Linked DNA regions of Capra hircus: region 2 is linked to region 1. A link is a contact called in public Hi-C data. All regions are on one chromosome and are shown on one strand. Each heading gives the region's core, a stretch centred on a gene start, on an enhancer-like site or on the middle of the called end of the contact. The rest is flanking DNA. Distances are from core to core; before and after follow the strand shown.

What was found. A called contact is a pair of places that touch in the nucleus more often than the background predicts.
Region 2: a Hi-C map of liver shows a contact between it and region 1, with 3 times the contacts expected there. The contact joins the promoter of DIP2B here to the enhancer-like site in region 1. A contact is called at or near these places in 4 of 5 Hi-C or Micro-C datasets (blood and liver).

The regions. Positions count from the first base shown.
Region 1 is chr5:28,947,535-28,952,051 of ARS1.2, reverse strand. DIP2B (disco-interacting protein 2 homolog B) reads left to right here. Exons shown (of 37, transcript XM_018047794.1): 2 at 666-737. Among named protein-coding and RNA genes, the nearest start is that of DIP2B, 120 kb to the left of the region's middle. Within about 2 kb of position 2,316, at least 1 of the 5 cell types and tissues checked has an H3K27ac peak or open chromatin away from gene starts, as enhancers often do.
Region 2 is chr5:29,062,978-29,067,494 of ARS1.2, reverse strand. It overlaps DIP2B (disco-interacting protein 2 homolog B), which reads left to right and starts at 2,699. Exons shown (of 37, transcript XM_018047794.1): 1 at 2,699-2,952. The coding sequence starts at 2,853.

The DNA.
Region 1 (4,517 bases), core at 1,067-3,566:
CCTTACTGCATTTACCATGTATGTACTTTTTTGTGTGCTTCACGTATCCTTTTCCATTTAACCTTGTGAAAAAGACATACACGTAATCAAAAATACAAACCAGTGAACCAAGTGGAGAAGATGTGGGAATTCCAGCTCTGGGTTCCAGCACAGGTCCTAGGGTGCAGAAGGGCCTTTCAGAAATCCCATCCCGGTGCCTGAACCTTGACGTCTCCCCTTAACTAGACTTGTGATTTTATGTGGTTCTGTATAGCTGTGTAATTGAATACCTCCCAAGTCAATTGCATTCATTTGGTCAAAGCGAAACCTTGGAGAGAAAGAAGATCGTTTGTCTGCTAGCCTTGGCACATTCCATTTTAGTATATCTTAAATGCCATGGAAACAAGGGGTGCCTAGGAACTTGGGGATCTCTGACATGGAATGTAGCATGTTGCGCCGCTAGATTGGTGTAGGGAGGGACCAGCCCTGCAATTTTTCCACAAGAAGTCAGCTCCAAGCCTGTGGGAAATCACACATAGCAAAATCCTTGGCAAAGAACCATACATTTTTTTCCCCCTACTCTCTATGTGGTAATTCTGTAACACTCTGTAATTAATTTTATTTTTACAGTGAACAGCCACAGAGTAAGAATAATGAGTAACCTATTTCTGTTCTTGCTATTTTAGGGGACATCACACAGAAGGGATATGAAAAGAAAAGGTCAAAACTCCTGTCTCCTTACATCCCACAGACACAAGGTAGGTAATGAGAAGTGGTTTTAAACCTTCTCAGTATTTTTATACTAATGAATGCTATCTTACTGGAGATGTGTCTTTTTTGTTGGTTCCTGTTTTTTCCCTCCCTTCCTCACCAGGGAAGGGAAAAAAAAGGAAGGAAAGAAAGGAGGAAATGAATCTTAATTGAGCATCTGCTGTGTGGTAGGCACTTAAAAAATACCCAAGGTCATCAAATCATTCATACAGAGCTTGGGTGGTAGTCACTGTGTCTGTGTGTCGCTGACATGATTCAATGGCAGAAGATTCTAGGTCATAGAAAAACCGCTTCTAATGCTTGAGTATGAACTGTGATGGAGAGAAGCAAGGGAGGCAAAGATGAGAAGGAGGGACAGATTCGGTATTGCAGAAGAAACCAAAGATTGCAGCACCTGGGGATTTGGGGATGAGAACCCTAAATAAACCTTTTTGCAGCCTGACTTGTGCAGAAAGACTGGCATGTTCTTTATATATCAGAATGTCCTGAGTCACTTTTGTGCTTATTTCCAGACGGGTTGCTGGAACCTTTGCCTCTAGGCAAGGCTGTCTGTTTCTAAGTCATCATATTTTTGAAGTTACTCAGCATCCAGGATTTCCTCTGATGGCCTGTTTCTACTTTAATCACTTTTACTATGAGGAATTTTTTCTTTATTTCTCATTTCCCCCCTGCAATCAGAGTCTGTTTCCACATGACTGTTTTTTGTGGAACTAATAATCATTGCTTTTATTTCTGGATTATAAATCCCTTGAGGACTCTGGAGCCCCCATGGTTCTAATGTTAAGCCTTGCACAAGGTATATAGCTTGTAAATATTTGTTGAATGAATAATGGAATACATAAATGAATAATGGTGGTATACCAATAGATTTCACCAACGTCCTTGTGTTATTTCCTGCACTATTTTTGGAAATTCCTCCCTGTAAAAACTAGTAGGTCAATGCCTAGATAGTCAGTTTAAAGTATCTTAATGAACAGATGGATGTAGAAATGAATTGAGAGAAAAGAGGTAGAAATCAGGCCAGTGACAGCTAATGAAAAGCCAGCTTTTGCTGAGCAAGGCCTGTCACAGAAGGGGAGTCCTCTGATTGGCTGCTTAATTATGGATCTGGCCCATGCCTCTGTAGGCCCAGAGATTTACTGTAGTCACTTTGTGCAGAAGCAATCAGATCCTGAGAAAATAACTCAATAAGGAATGTAACTATAAAAAGGACCATGCTCTGTCTGCTCTTTGTAGTCAGGTTATATAGAAACTAAATCATGTTCAAAAACCAGTTTATCAATTTACTGTGAGAAACCACTGAGACACACTCTAGTCTCTGTGGTCAGCACATTCTTGCCCCACGGGCAGGCCTATATGGGGAGCTTGATCACATATAGAAGGTTGCTTAGTGAGCGTGGATTTGACAAATCAGATGTTTAATTAAAGCAGGCCAAGGGATTAAAGCAGGCCAAGGGAGTGTGACATGGCATCTCACAGTGGGGATGGTTGTGCACGAGATCTCATGGGGGAAATAGAAGTCATTTGATGGCAGCTCTTTCAGCTTCCTGCTATCAGAACTTCAAACTCACCATATTAGTGCCCATCATGTTTATGACCTCCTGCCTTCTGGTTAAAAGGAGATCTCTCCATCCTAGCCAGGGTCAGTCCTTCCACCAGTGCTTTGGATCCCCTCCCCTCCTCCCTTTTCAGAAACCGTATTCCATCACCCAGTGACACCAAGCACAGGGCAGTGGGGGTGCGCCACCCTGGTGCGGGCAGTGAGGGCTGCAGTGTCTGTAGAAACTTGAAAAGTGGTGATATAGCCAACAAAAAGTTGGTCTGCCATTTCTTATCACCATGGATAGCAATTGTAAATGCTGCGAGTAGTAGAAATCTGCTCCCACTGAGGCGGACAGCTGCATCGCCCCCTTGGTGTGCCACTGCTGTCAGTTCCCCGACGCTCCTGTGCAGTCACCCTCTCCCTCTGAGCCAGATTCTTACCCCAGCAGATCAGCGTGCTCATTACTCTTCTCTTTAAAAAAATCGTCCTTAGTCTGCGCCTTCCACCTTTACCCTATCTCTCCTTTATGATCAGACTGCTGAGAACTTGTCTCTGCTTATTATCCCTGTTTTCTCAGCAGCTGTTCGCTTCTCAGCCTGTCCCAGTCCCTTGCCACTCTACCTCTTGAAACACTTCTTTAGAAACACTCTCCGCATTTTCTCACTCCCCTCTTCTTGTTGCTGCTAGTCGTCTTTGCAGGCTCCTCCTCTTCTGTTAAATCTTGGAATTCTCAAGGCAAAGCCTCAAGCCCTCTTGACATCTCACTCTACAGCCATGGTTCTCAAACTTCAGCCTGCATTGGGATCACTGGAGGACTTCTTGTATATACAGATTTCAGGACCCTGTCACTTCTCAACGTTTCTGATGCAGTTGGTCCAGGTTGAGGTTTGAGAATTTGCGTTTGTGTCAGGTTCCCAGGTGATGCTGCAGTTGCTGGTATGGAGAAACAGTGCTACATCTCTCTAGAGCTTTTCAGCCATCCCTGTGGCTTTAATGATCATTTATAGATGACTCCCAAATATGTGTCTTCAACTCAGATCTCTCCTGAACTCCTGATCATAGATCCAACTGCATATTTAACAACTCCATTTATATATCTTAAAGGAACCTTCATTCCAACCTATCCAGACATAGCCATTAAATGTTATGTATGACTTATGCTCATACCACCTGTACCACAGCACCTTCCCCTCCCTACATGTGTACATTCACACAAAATTATTAGTACATTATCCAGCATCTCCCAGACTTCTAGTTTCCACTTCTGAGTGAATGGAACTCCCATTCATAAGCCCAACATCTAGGCTTAAAAGTCATCTCAGCAGTCTCTTCATTCCCCACCTCTTGCCTATTACCAAGTTACATTTTCCGCTTCTTCGTGAGTCAGTTTCTGTAAGTTTAATTTTTCTAGGAATTTTTCTGTTTTGTATAAGTTTTCAAATTTATTGTTAATGACAGTATTCTCTTTTATTTTTAAAGCCTTTGCTTTGTTTGTGTATAACTCTTATCTCTTCTCTTTTTTCTCTTGATCAGTCTTCCCAGATGTGTGTCATTTCAAAGAACAAGCTTTTAATTTTGTTGATCTTCTTTTTAGTGGGTCTTTATTTTCTCATTTATCATTTTCAGCTTCTGTATGTTTTTCCTTCCTTGCACTCCTTTTCTAAATTTCCTGAGTCAGATGCTTAGGTTTTCAGTTTTCTTTACAAAGGTGAGTGTTTCTCCATTTACTGTGGTTGGAGAACATGCCTGTTCAAAATCAAGTCACAATTAGAACCTTAATTCTCCTCCCAAACAGCACGAGGACTTTAAGAACAAATGCATTTTTAGTACCTCCTTGTCTACATACCCCCTCAATTATTAGTTATTATTGTTCTGTGTAGTTCAGTTCAGTCGCTCAGTCGTGTCCGACTCTTTGCGACCCCATGAACCGCCGCACGCCAGGCCTTCCTGTCCATCACCAACTCCCGGAGTTCACTCAGATTCACATCCATCGAGTCAGTGATGCCATCCAGCCATCTCATCCTTGGTCGTCCCCTTCTCCTCCTGCCCCCAGTCCCTCCCAGCATCAGAGTCTTTTCCAATGAGTCAGCTCTTCGCATGAGGTGGCCAAAGTACTGGAGTTTCAGCTTTAGCATCAGTCCTTCCAAAGAAATCCCAGGACTGATCTCCTTCAGAATGGACTGGTTGGATCTCCTTGCAGTCCAAGGGACTCTCAAGAGTCTTC
Region 2 (4,517 bases), core at 1,450-3,949, 120 kb before region 1:
TTCTTTGACCAGGGATCGAACCTGGGCCCCCTGCATTGAGAACAGGGGAGTCTTAGCCACTGGACCACCAGCAAAGTCCCTCTTGAAACAATTTGAAAGTGGTTCCCTGGAGAGGGAGAATTCCAAGAGGCCAAGGATAAGCTGGCTGTCTTTCTAGGACCTAACCTCGGAAGTCACTTAGTGCCATCTGTATCATACTCTACTGGTCAAAGCAGTCAGAAGTCCAGCCAGATTCAGGGAAGGGAACATGGCCCTCAGTTTTTATTTTTGGTTGCCCTGGGTCTTCACTGCTCTCACTGTGCTGGCAGGGGCTAGTTTCTAGTCGCAGCGCGGGGCTTACGGTGGTGGCTTCTCTTGTGGAGCACGGGCTCTAGGCAGGTGGGCTCAGCAGTTGTGGCATGCGGGCTTAGTTGCATTAGTTGCCTGTCAGCATGTGGTATTTTCCCAGACCAGGGACTGAACCCCTGTCCCCTGCCATTGGCAGGTGGATTTTTTTTTTCTTTTTTGTATTCTTTAAAAAAAAGTTATGAAAGATTATAACTGCACAATATTGAGAAGTATAGAACAAAACAGTTACTGGAGAACAACCGCTCTGCAGTATTGTGTTGGCCTCTGCCACACATCAACACAAATCAGCCACACCTAGACGTATGTCTCCTCCCTCCTGAACTCCCCAGCCCATCTCCCTCCCCAGCCCATCCCTCTAGGCTGCCACAGAACACTGCGTTGGGCTCCCTGTTTTACACAGCAAATTCTCACTTGCTATCTGTTTGACATACAGTAATGTATATGTTTCCATGCTCTTCTCTCAATTTGTCTTACTCTTTCCTTCCCCCTCTGTGTCCCCAAGTCTGTTTCCGATGTCTGGCAGGTGGATTCTTAACCACTGGACCACCAGGGAAGCCCTGGACCTCACTTTTTTGATGGGAGGAATATCAACAAATTTGTGACCTTAAAGAAAAAAAAAAAAGCTGCCACAGTCCTCATTGTAAACCAGAGGACAGATATACTTACATTCCCACAGATTTTTCTTACATTGTTGCAGTTAAAAGGAAATTTCAAACTCTACTATCCAATCAGGCATGATGTTACACGCCTTTTTCCAAGCTGAAATTCTTTTCTCAGCCTAAAAAAAAATTTTTTCCCCCTTCCAGCCCATAAACTACCACAGAATAGATGCTGAGGCCTTAACTCTCAAAGCACCAATTTTGGACTAGCATGGAAGGGGAAAAAAAATACTGGAATTCTCTCAAACTGTATGGGGAGATTTGGCATTTACATAAAAGACAATACTATTAAAGAATGGCAATTTAAAGCAACTGTCCCAGTGCTACTGCTAAGTCACGTCAGTCGTGTCTGACTGTGCGACCCCATAGATGGCAGCCCATCAGGCTCCCCGTCCCTGGGATTCTCCAGGCAAAAACACTGGAGTGGGCTGCCATTTCCTTCTCCAGTGCATGAAAGTGAAAAGTGAAAGTGAAGTCGCTCGTATCCGACTCTTCGCGACCCCATGGACTGCAGCCTACCAGGCTCCTCTGTCCATGGGGTTTTCCAGGCAAGACTACTGGAGTGGGTTGCCATTGCCTTCTCCCAACTGTCCCAGTAGTTTCTGATAAATACACCCACAGGTCTGGACTTCCCTGGTGGTACAGTGAACTCGAATCTGCCAGCCAACGCAGGGAGTATGGGTTCAAGCCCTGGTCTGGGAAGATTTTTACATTCCATGGGCAACGAAAGCCCACGGGCCACAACTACTGAGGCCCACCTGCTGCAACTACTGAAGCCCAAGTGCCTAGAGCCTGTGCTCCACAACATTGAGAAGCCACTTCAGTGAGAAGCCTGTGCAAGGCAATGAAGAGTAGCCCCATCTCACCGAGCTATAGAAAGCCAGCACACAGCAAGAAAGAGCAACCAAAAATTTAAAAATAAATACGTAAGTAGTAAAAAATACATACAGGTCTGGATCCTTAAGTTGAATTAAAATACTAATACTTTTGGAACACCTATTAATGATACATTAAGAATGATAAAAAGATAAGGAAGACAAAGTTCTCCTCTGGGAAGAGGTCAGAAGTCTAGGCAGGAGGACGCAGATTCTCCTCCTTCTGTCTTAAATGCTAGAACTGAAATAGAAACATAGCTTGCCAGGCTCTACTGTCCATGGGATTCTCCAGGCAAGAATATTGGAGTGGGTTGCCATGCCCTCCTCCAGGGGATCTTCTAGATCCAGGGATTGGAACCTGAGTGTCTTACATGTCTTGCTTTGGCAGGCGGGTTCTTTGCCAATTAGCGCCACCTGGGAAGCCCCTTAGAAACAAAGAGCTCCTGGTAAATGTGACCAGGAAGCCCCAGTGAAAAGAACTGCCTGAGTTCAAGTCATTATGAATGGGTGGTGTCAATTAGCCCGGGAAACGAATAAAGGGGCAAGATAAAAGCATACACTATTAGGTGCAGAGAACTGGAAAAAGCAAGGCCTGGGGCCCCTGAGAACTCCTTCCTCGCGAGTTCGTAAAAGGTAAACGTCCGGGTCCACAGCAACACAGTGAGCCCATTTCTCTGGAGAGAAATCGTGGCCCCGGGCTTGGACTCGTAGTTTCAGGAATCTCCCAGTAGAGGGCGCCATCAGCCCGGGAGTCCGCAGCTTGACTCGCCTGCGGAGGCGGTGCGTCCTGGGTCCGGGGGCGGGGCCGCCGGGTTCACGTGACCCTTGCTCATGGCGGCGGCGGCAGTGGGTGCGCTGGCGGCGCTCGGCGGCCGGAGCCGGATCCTGTAGCCGGGGTGTGGGCCCGCGTCAGTCCGTCCCTCCTTCGGCCCCCTCGTTTGTCTTCCGGAGTGTGGCTGGTAGAGCCGGGATGGCGGAGCGAGGCCTGGAGCCCTCGCCGGCTGCGGTGGCGGCGTTGCCGCCCGAAGTGCGGGCGCAGCTGGCGGAGCTGGAGCTGGAGCTCTCGGAGGGTAGGAGCCGGGCGAGGGAGCGGGCGCCCGGGCGCCGCTGCGGATCGCGGCGAGGGGAGACCGGGTTCCCACCGCGCGCCCTGGTGGCCGTGCGGGCAGAGGGGAGGAGGGTGCCGGAAATCTGGCCTGGGCTTCACGTGAAGGGTCGCTCTCCTCCTCTCCTACCCCGGAAAGTGGCTTTCCGTGTGGTTGATTGTGTTCTCTGGGAGCGGGGGAGCCGGGGCTGGGGGGAGAGGTCTTCAGGCTCGGGCTGCTTCTGCGCTCCCCTGTCCCCCCAAACCCCAGACAAAGCTGTGTCCTCCCGCTTCAGGCTTCTGCCCGGGCGCCGGGGCACGGTGGGGGCGGGGTGGGGGTGAGGCCGCCGGCGGGGTGGCTGACAGCTTGCTCAGGTCCTCCTGTACTCTCTTCCAGGGGAGGGCCCCACGCCTGTTTCAGCTCCCCTTCCCCCCTTCAGAAAAAGAGAGAGACACAGGGGAAATCCGCCAGCATTTCTTCTTCCTTGTTTAACAATGCGAGATGCCTCCCCAGTGACAGGAGTGAGATAGAAGCGGGGTGGGCCGTTGAGGGTTCTAAGGAGGCCAGAAGCAGTGGCATTAACCCAGAGAGACACACGGGGCGGCTTTTAGACCACGTTTGTCAAAAGGGTTGTTGTTGTTGTTTTCTTCCCTCGGTGCCTGTATTCGGGCTGAATTTTCCGCATCTGATCTCCTTTTGGAATCTTAGGAAAGGAGAGAGGTGGCTACTGGTTACATTGCAAATCCTGGCCGGCACGGTCTTTCTTTTGACAATGGATTGTTACAAGGACGCTTGGATTGGTTTTGAGAATTAAAAGAATGGAATAAATCGAGCTACTATTATTCAAGAAGTCCCTGGACAACAATGAGAGAAACGCTGCCCTGTGGTGGGCATGTGATCAGGCTTCTTGGGCAGTTGTGATCAGTTCTCCATAAAGTTCCTGTTTTTGTCACAGGCTGCCTCTGAGACAAAAGCAGCATTCTCTCCAAGCTTGATATCAGTACTGTGGTGGTGCCCCCAGAGTTGCATATTCTTGAGTTCTTTGCCAAAAGCCCTCTCCACTAGCATTTTTCAAGTGGATTAAAAATTGCTGATTGGAAAAGAAGAGTGTGACAAGTTTCCAGGAGAGTTTTGACTTTTTGTTTACTTATCAAGGCATTCTCTCTACACACCCCCTCCCCCCATCCTTTACAGTAAAAAAAAAACAAAAAAAACCCAAATCGATTTGAATGTTACAAAGTCACTTGGGCATGGAGGGAAATAATTATTTTTAATAACCTTGTTAGGGTTTCCCAATGTATAGGGAGGTGCCCTTTTCATTTGCACTCAATTAGCAACGTATTATTTTTCGGTTAATCAGTTGGGAAGTTACTCTTTGGCCAGTCCCCGGTATCAGTTGTGGTGGATGAGTCTGTTTCTGTGAAATGTTCAGGGCATTGCTATCTTGATTCTACCTCTCGAAATACCTCATTCTTCTAGACTAAAGCATTGTCATTCAATCCATGATGACTTTCATTCAAATTGGACTTTTAAAGCAAGTTAGAGTAACA